Linked DNA regions of Pan troglodytes: region 2 is linked to region 1. The links are chromatin contacts, called in public Hi-C maps. All regions are on one chromosome and are shown on one strand. The core of a region is the stretch at or near the end of the contact, and the rest is flanking DNA. Distances in the headings are between cores, read along the strand shown.

The links. A called contact is a pair of places that touch in the nucleus more often than the background predicts.
Region 2: a contact with region 1 is called in a Hi-C map of stem cell-derived neural progenitor cells, with 5 times the contacts expected there. The contact joins the promoter of GINS1 here to the promoter of ENTPD6 in region 1. A contact is called at or near these places in 1 of 7 Hi-C or Micro-C datasets (stem cell-derived neural progenitor cells) and 1 of 1 datasets of contacts at active chromatin or transcription factors (stem cell-derived excitatory neurons).

The regions. Positions count from the first base shown.
Region 1 is chr21:31,725,811-31,730,331 of NHGRI_mPanTro3-v2.0_pri, forward strand. It overlaps ENTPD6 (ectonucleoside triphosphate diphosphohydrolase 6), which reads left to right and starts at 2,550. Exons shown (of 14, transcript XM_063802628.1): 1 at 2,550-2,760. It overlaps LOC107969977 (a long non-coding RNA gene), which reads right to left and starts at 2,515. Exons shown (of 4, transcript XR_010154089.1): 1 at 1-2,515.
Region 2 is chr21:31,939,547-31,943,999 of NHGRI_mPanTro3-v2.0_pri, forward strand. GINS1 (GINS complex subunit 1) reads left to right here and starts at 2,355. Exons shown (of 8, transcript XR_001712165.4): 1 at 2,355-2,805.

The DNA.
Region 1 (4,521 bases), core at 1,300-3,799:
ATTTTTCAGACATCACATTGTGATGGACTAGCCACCCAGACTGGTAAACTGGCTATCTGGTCTTGTGACCCCAACCCAGGAACTAACCCAGAGCAAGACGAAAGCTTCATCTCTTCAGGATTTCATCCCTAACCCAACCAATCAGCACTCACCATTCCCTAGCCCCCTGACTGCTAAACTATCTTTTAAAAACCCTAGCCTCCAGACTGGCACAATCCCAGCACTTTGGGAGGCCAAGGAGGGCAAATCACTTGAGAGCAGGAGTTTGAGACCAGCCTGGCCAACACGGTGAAACCCTGTCTCTACTAAAAATACAAATAATTAGCTGGGCATGGTGGTGTGCGCTTGTAATCCCAGCTACTTGTAAGGCTGAGGCACGAGAATCGCTTGAACAGGAGGTAGAGGTTGCAGTGAGCCTAGACTGCACCACTGCACTCCAGCCTGGACAACAAAGCAAGACACTGTCTCAAACCACCCCCCCAAAAATTCCTTAGACTCCGAATTTGAGGAGAGGCTGATTTGAGGAGTAATAAGCCTCTGCTCTCCTGTTTAGCCAGCTCTATGTGTATCGAACTCTATTGCAATTCCCATCTTGAAAAATTGGCTCTATCTGGGCGACAGGCAAGAAGAAGCTGTTGGGTGGTTACAGTGTGATGAGTGCTATGAAGGAAATAACATAAAAGGTGACAGAGAATAACTAGAGGAGGCCATTCTAGATAAAATGGTCTGAGGAGGTGACATTTGAGCTGAGTATTAAACATTGAGAAACAATCTACGAAGGGAAGATGTGGTGCAAGACCTTTCCAAGCAGTGTATAATACACACAAAAGCCCATGCCAGCAAAAAGATTTTACTTTCACAAATTCTAGAAACTCTAAGAGTAAACAGTGGTGAAAAGAAAGGAAGTGATAACATATGTTGCCGAGTGCAGCAAGCAGAAACAGGGCCATCACCACTTCACGACAGGATCTCAAAATACTAGGAAGTGTAAATTAAAACCGTGAGATATAGTTTTGTCATTATTGGATTGGGAAAGATCCAAAAGTTTGGAAAGACCCCACTGGTGAAGATGTGTGGAAACCCACAGTCTTACACATTATTTGCCAGAGTGTAAATTAGTACAGTGTCTAAGGGGGGCAATTTAGCCATGTTTGGCTAATATATTACTTTAAAGGACATATCCCACCATAGCCAATTCCACCTCTAAGAATATTTCTGACAGATATACCCACATGCATGCACAAAGACAGTCCACGGGATCCAGTCACATTATTCCTAACCCAAAGCAACTGGGAAACACTTCAAGGTCCATCAGTGAAGGCCCGCATAGGCTAACCTCTGTAATAACCAAATCTCAGTGGCAGTGTCCAACCAGGTGCTTGTGGGCGACCTTCCAACAGGCACCGCATTGCCCGGCTGCCAGGCCTGGTCTGTATGCTGTCCCCGCATCCCATACAGCTAGCACTTATTCACCCTCAAAAGCGTCCCATCCTGAAAATAAACTCTTGCCCACTTGGTGCTTCAGGAACCTGGGCTTCTTCCACCAATAGCTCTCCCAGATGCCCCAGTGCGCAGGTGGGGCCGTCCTCTAGGACCAGGCCTGGCTGGGGCGCACCCACACCTCCTTGGCCAGACGCCATGGGCCGGGAAGGGGCTCTGGCCCTTGCGGGAATGAGGGCGCCTAGCACAGGTGTGCACGTGGGCAGCCCCCACCGTGGGGTCCCTAAGTAAGCTGGAGCCTGTGAGCCAGGACAGTCAGGAGTTGCAACCTTGGTGATTTCTAGGAAGACAGAAAATGGGGTCAAGGGCCGGGTGTGGTGGCTTATGCCTGTAGACCCAGCACTTTGGGAGGCCGAGGCAGGCGGATCACCTTAGGTCAGGAGTTCGAGACCAGCCTGACCAACAGGGTGAAACCTCGTCTCTACTAAAGGTACAAAAATTAGCCAGGCGTGGTGGCGCACGCCTGTAATCCCAGCTACTCAGGAAGCTGAGGCAACAGAATCGCTTGAACCCGGGAGGCAGAGGTTGCAGTGAGCCGAGACCACATCACTGCACTCCAGCCTGGGTGAGACCCTGTTAAAAAAAAAAAAGAAAAGAAAAGAAAATGGGGTCAAGAAACGGTGGGAGGAGGGCAGATTTCATGAACCTGCCTGCTATGATGTGGCTGCATTTCCATCATGCATTGTCCTAAAAAAAGAAAAAGAAAAAAATAAAATGTAGACGTGGAGGGATGGGGGAAATTGCACAGGCCGGTCCAGGCTGTGAGGCTGCCCCCTGCCAGGGACGACGAGGGCCAGCTCCGCCGCGCCGTGAGGAAACTGGCCAAGGGAACCCCTTGAATCTGGCGAGGGCCCGCCCTGAGACGCTCGGGGAACCAGACTGCCGAGCCCCCCTCTCTGGGCCGACGCCAGCCCGGCTGTGGACTGGAGAAAACCGCAAGACCACCGCAGAAAGAAAAGCCAGCCACCGCGCCTACGCAGCTGAGACCCCATACTCCGCCCGCGCCTGCGCAACTGGGTCCCCCGACCCCCACCTCCTCTCCCGCCTGCGCCTGCGCGGCTGGGTGCGCCCGCCCCGCCCAGCCTGTGACGCCACGTGCATGGGGCGGAGCCCAGGCCCTAGGGAATCGTGGGGTCGTATCCCGCGGGTGGAGGCCGGGGTGGCGCCGGCCGGGGCGGGGGAGCCCAAAAGACCGGCTGCCGCCTGCTCCCCGGAAAAGGGCACTCGTCTCCGTGGGTGTGGCGGAGCGCGCGGTGCACGGTAAGCGGCGGGCCGGGGCGCTGGCGGGGGCGGCCGGGGATCACCGACTGCAGGCGGGCCTCCCCACGCGGGCGCGCTGCGCTCCGGAGGACGGCTTCGGGGTCACTCGCACCCCGGGTGGGTCACTCGCACCTCCTGCTGCCTTCCTGTCCAGGCTCCATTAGGGCTTACTGGATGTCTGGGCTCCGCTGACCGGTGGGGGGCAAGTCCAGTGTTTTGGGCCACAGGGCGGGCCAAATAGCAGGGGCCTCTAGCCCCAGGGGGCCCCAGCCCTGTTGCGTTCATTCATTCAGCCCGCTTTTGCGGACCCGCCCCCAGTCTGCGTCAGGGACAGGCCCCTCCGCCCTGGATGAGCCCGGCGGGGAAGCTTCGCGTAGCACTTTCTGGGAAACAGGTAGGATCAGGCCGCTCGGACAGGACTGAGGGTGTAAGGACGATTCACCCTGGCATTGGGGTGGTGTCCCGAGGAGCTCATAGGTGGTCAGGGCGGTTCTGCCCGAGCTGACCTGTGAGCCGCGGATGCCCTGGACCGAGGGAGGGAGAGCCCCCTAGGTGGACAGACTAGACTCCTTCAGTGGAAAACATTCAACAGCCAGGAGAGCGTGGAAGAGGAAGGAGAGATGGGAGGGCCCAGGGGAGCGTGGAAGGGAGGGTGTTTTTATTATAAGTGCACCTGTAAGTGCAAAGTGCAAAGGAAGCAGCCACCGGGAAGTGCCTGGGCAGCTCTGGGTGTCCCTCCAGGCACCTGTATTCCAGCCTTACCTGCGCGAAGCCACACATCCCACGTCACACAGGATACGGGGAAGTCAGCCATAGCCTGCAGGCGAGGAATCTGAAACCTCGCGCAGGAGTTCCTTGGGAGAGGTGGATTACAAGGACTCTTCCTCCCACCCGCTGTGCAAGAGCCATGGGCGGCCGGTAGTCATTTTTGAAGGACCTGGCAAGCACTGTACAAATCTCAAAATTGCTTTTTGTCCCCCTCCCCTTGCCTTGGAGAGAGTGGCTGGCTAGTGTGTGTGTCGTCTGCCTCCTGAAGGTTCGGGTAAAGGACCAGGGAGGTGGGCAGCCCTTTGTGTCAGGAGATCTGGAAGCGCCTCCCCTCCCACCGCCTCCTGTGTAAAGGAAACAGCAGGTGGTGTTGACGGGCGGTTCACGCACCGGTTTTTGCCAAGGAGAGAAAAACCTACTGAAACCCACCAGGAGGATGAGTGGAAGTTTCTAATGTGCTTCATTTTTTGATACAGCGTGCATGGCAGGCATTTGCATTCATGACCCTTCCGTGTACTTGAACTGAAAACCTGAAGAAACTGGCCAACAGATTAGGCAGCCATCAATCCACATCAGATGGCCCCTGTATTTCCAAGAGGTGGCCTGCCATCCCCATCTCCTAGAAAGCCAACCAGGGGACAGGGTAGCTCCTACCACCGACAACACTGCTCTACCCTCAGATTCTCTTCTCTGACTCCTGCCTCCACCTGCTGGAGGGTGGCCTCGGCAGGAGCCACACACCTCTCTGTTTGCCTGTGTTGCACCCTACTTCCTACCCCTGCCTCCCCTCAGTCCCCACCCGCTACCTTCCTTACAGCCTCATCCCACCCTGTCTCTCCTTTAAAGAACAGACTGAGATGACATTGTTTTCCTCAAAGAGTCTGTCAGGGAGAACCTGATCAACACATTCACGCTGTGGTGTTAGTGGTTCCCACAGAAACCCCATTTCCTCTCCTGCAGGTGTCTCAGCCATGGGCAAACACCTTAACCTAG
Region 2 (4,453 bases), core at 1,105-3,604, 210 kb after region 1:
TTTTGAGACAGAGTCTCACTCTGTCACCCAGGCTGGAGTGCAGTGGTGAGATCTCGGCCCACTGCAACCTCCACCTCCCAGGTTCAAGCAATTCTCCTTCCTCAGCCTCCCGAGTAGCTAGGATTACAGGCATGTGCCACCATGTTCAGCTAATTTTTTTGTATTTTTAGTAGAGACGGGGTTTTGCTGTGTTGGCCAGGCTGGTTTTGAACTTCTGACCTCAGGTGATCCATCCACCTTGGCCTCCCAAAGTGCTGGGATTACAGGTGTGAGCCACCATGCCCGGACAGGCTAATTTTTGTATTTTTAGTAGAGATGGGGTTTCACCATGTTGGCCAGGCTGGTCTCGAACTCCTGACCTCAGGTGATCCACCCGCCTCAGTCTCCCAGTGTGCTGGGATTACAGGCATGAGCCACTGGGCCTGGCTGAGAAAGAGTTTAATTCACGCAGACCCAGCTGTACAGGAGACTGGAGTTTTATTATCGCTCAAATCAGTCTCCTAGAAAACTCCAAGATAGGGATTTTAAAGGATAATTTAGTGGGTAGGGGGTCACAAAGTGAGGGGTGCTGATTGGTTGGATGAGAGATAAAATCATAGAGAGTCAAAGCTGTCCTCTTGGGCTGAGTCAGTTCTTGGGTGGGGACCACAAGACCAGATGAGCCAGTTTATCGATCTGGGTGGTGCCAGCTGATCCCATCAAGTGCAGGGTCTACAAAATATCTCAAGCACTGGTCTTAGGTTTTATAATAGTGCTGCTATCCCTAGGAGCACTTGGGGAGGTTTTAGAATCTTGTAGCCTCCCGCTGCGAGACTCGTAAATTTCTAGTCTTGTGGCTACTCTGTTACTCCTGCAAAGGCAATCTAGTCCCCAGACAAGAAGAGTTTCGCTTTGGTAAAGGGCTAAGTATTTGTTTCAAAATTAAACTATAAACTAAGTTTCTCCCCAAGTTAATTCGCCCTAAGCCCAGGAATGCACAAGGATGGCTTGGCGGTTAGAAGCAAGATGGAGCCAGTTAGGTCAGATCTCTTTCACTGTAATAATTTTCTCTATTATAATTTTTTCAAAGGCGGTTTCAAAAAGGCAATGTTTGCTGGGCGCGGTGGCTCACGCTGTAATTCCAGCACTTTGGGAGGCCCAGGCGGACGGATCCCTTGAGCTCAAGAGTTGTAGACCAGACTGGCCAACATGGTGAAACCTTGTCTCTACTTAAAATACAAAATAGCCAGGTGTGGTGGCCTGAGCCTGTAGTCCCAGCTACTCTGAGGGCTGAGGGGGGAAAATCACCTCAGCCCGGGAAGTGGAGGCTGCAGTGAGCTGAGATGGCGCCACTGCACTCCACCTGGGTAACGGGAGTTAAGACCCTGTCTCCAAAAAAAAAAAAAAAGGCAATGTCATTATTCAACATAAGCCTGAGTAGGCCATTCCCATGCCCATTCCTTAGATGACATATCTACTGTATATTTGCAAAAGATCAACATAGTTTCTAGGGTTAGCTAGAATTAATCCAAGATTGCGCCGGTTGCGGTGGCTCATGCCTGTAATCCCAGCACTTTGGGAGGCCGAGGGGGGCGGATCACGAGGTCAGGAGATCGAGACCGTCCTGGCTAACACGGTGAAACCCCGTCTCTACTTAAAAAATTCAAAAAATTAGCCGGGCGTGGTGGCGGGCACCTGTAGTCTCAGCTACTCGGGAGGCTGAGGCAGGAGAATGGCGTGAACCCGGGAGGCGGAGCTTGCAGTGAGCCGAGTTCGCGCCACTGCACTCCAGCCTGGGCGACAGAGCGAGACTCCGTCTCAAAAAAAAAAAATCCAAGATTGCTTGTTAGAAATTAACATTGCTTTTTGAAAAATTGCCTAATAAAACAATTCTTTAGCATTGATTCCCATCTTCTATATGCTTAAGAAATATTCCATAACCATCTAGCCAAGAAAAATTCCTAGTGAATTCGTATTAATCTAGGGCAGATATTACAAATATTTTTAAAAGACTATTTTAAAATCAAAGGGTGGTACTGTGGTGTTGGAAATGGAAAGCCTAAATAACAGTCTAATCACTCTGGAGCTGTGTGACCTTGGGCAAGTTACCTAACTTCTGTTTCCTTATTAATCCCAGGTCTTAAAACACTTCAGAGATAATTGTGGGAATGAAATACACACTGCAGTCCCTACCAGCACTAGGTACCCAATAAAAGATAGTTTCATTTTAATATCAAACAGAAAACCCGCACTGCAAAACTGAAACCCTTGCGTCCTACCAATGCACACCAAGTTTTTGGGCCTTTCCTCTTAACCTCAAAATGCTCCTTTCTTGAACCTAAACGAGAATGAATGAATCAAAAGGAAAATGAGAAGGAAGCTGCGGGGCGTGCATTTATTTCCAGCTCTGCTGCCCGTAGAGTCCCCCGGCCCACTGCCTGAGAACTCGAAAAGCCGTCTCTGCTCAGCCGAGGGGTTCTCCCATCTCCGGGGCGGGGACCTCACCTTGGAAAGACCCCTCCCACTCCGCCCCTCTTGGAATGCGGCTGAGCGGTGGATGTCCCTTTTCGGGCGCCGTAAGCGCGTTCCTATTGGCTAGCTTTGTTCGGCGCCAAAGCGCGGAGCGGAGGCCGAGGCGAGAGCCTGGCGCTGTAGGACTAGAACGAAAGGAGTGAGGCGCCGAGAGCGCAGATACCATTTTGGCGTGAGAGCTGGTGGTTGGCAAGGCCGCGGGAGTGGGAAGCGTCCGCCATGTTCTGCGAAAAAGCCATGGAACTGATCCGCGAGCTGCATCGCGCGCCCGAAGGGCAACTGCCTGCCTTCAACGTGAGGGGCGGGTAGACTTGGACGGGGCATGCCGGCGTTGGGCCCTGGGCTCTGGGGCGGGGCGGCTCCCCGTCAGGGTTTACTTTCGCACCTTGTTCCCTCCGAGCTCCGGAAAACTTGGGAAGCAGCAAAACAAAATTCAGGAGGAAAGAGAAAGCATTCATGCTTACGCTACCCAGCGATTTGGTGAATTTCCTCATCTGAGCACATTTTAGCAGTTTTCCTTGGACAGATTTGTTCCGGTCCCTTAAAACATTTACAGGTTGCCAGATAATTTAGCATTTCTTGCTCACTCAGGCATCTAATTGTGGTCAGTAAAAGTTAGGCCTCTGGAATCTGGCTGAGATTCTGGTTCTGTAGTGTGACTTTGGGGCAGTTACTCAAGCTTTCTGTGCTCTCAGTTTTCTCATACGCAAAAATGGGGATGGTGACAATAACAGTACCCAACGCGTGATGTAGTGGACGCAAAATGAGTGGCACGTGTAAGGGTCTCTGCATATGCCTCACATACAGTAAGGGCTGAGTCAGTGTTAGCTATTAATATTACTTTTCTCCTGCTGCTGCTGTTACTATTAATATTATGATTATTTGTATTTTTCTATCACTGCTACCCCAGGGAGAGTGCTAAGCACTTCATGTACATTATCTTTTGTCTTTCTAATAACCCTTTGAGGGCCCGGTGCCATGGCTCCTGCCTGTAATCCCGGCACTTTGGGAGGCTGAGGCGGGAGGATCGCTTGATCCTGCCACTGCATTCCAGCCTGAGTGACAGAGGGAGACCCTGTCCCAAACAAAACAAAAATAACTTTTTGATGTTTAAACTATTGTTTTCTACTTTTTTCAGCTATATATGCATAGGATTGGGGAGATTTAAGTATATTGCCTAAGGTGACACAGCAAGAAAGCTAGGATTTGAACCCTGGCACTCTGGCTCCAGAGCCTGCACTCTAAATTGTATATTTCACTTATGTCATAGAGCAGGCATTATGTGGATGACAGGACACATTCTGCTGGAAGAGGGGCACAAAAACAGATAATATAATTCACCACGCTAAGTGATACTAAGGAGGTATAGCAAGGAGCACGAAGGAGAAACACCAGTATGAGCTGGGGTAGAGGAGGTGACATATGAGCCTTTCCATCCTCAAGGATGAGGTTACTGATCTGAGAAGGAAGCGAGGCATCCCAGCCAAAGGATGCTGCAGCACACAGTCACGTGGTCACACTGGAGAGGGTGACCAATAGGGCCTGTGGGGAGGCTAGGAAGGTGGCTCACAGCCTACATGAATTTGTTGTTCACTCATAAGGCATGCTGGGAGCTGGTAGAGGGTTTTAGACAAGGAAGTGATAGGGTAATTTTTGTGTTTTGAAGATAACTGCAGCAGCAATATGGGGAATGGATTGAAGAGAGGAAAGAATGGGACAGGGAGATGGCTACTGGGTGGCTGATAGAGCAGGTGAGAGGTGTGTGGTCTGAACTGTGTCAGGTCAGTGGCACTGAGATCAGTGTTTGGGTTTTAGAGACATGAAGCAAACATGACTTGTAGCTATTAGAGCAGGGGCAGAGATGGGGTCCATAATGAATGAGAGGGAGGAATTGGGATCTTGGAGGATCCTTAGGAAACTGGGTAAACAACATCAGAGTTCA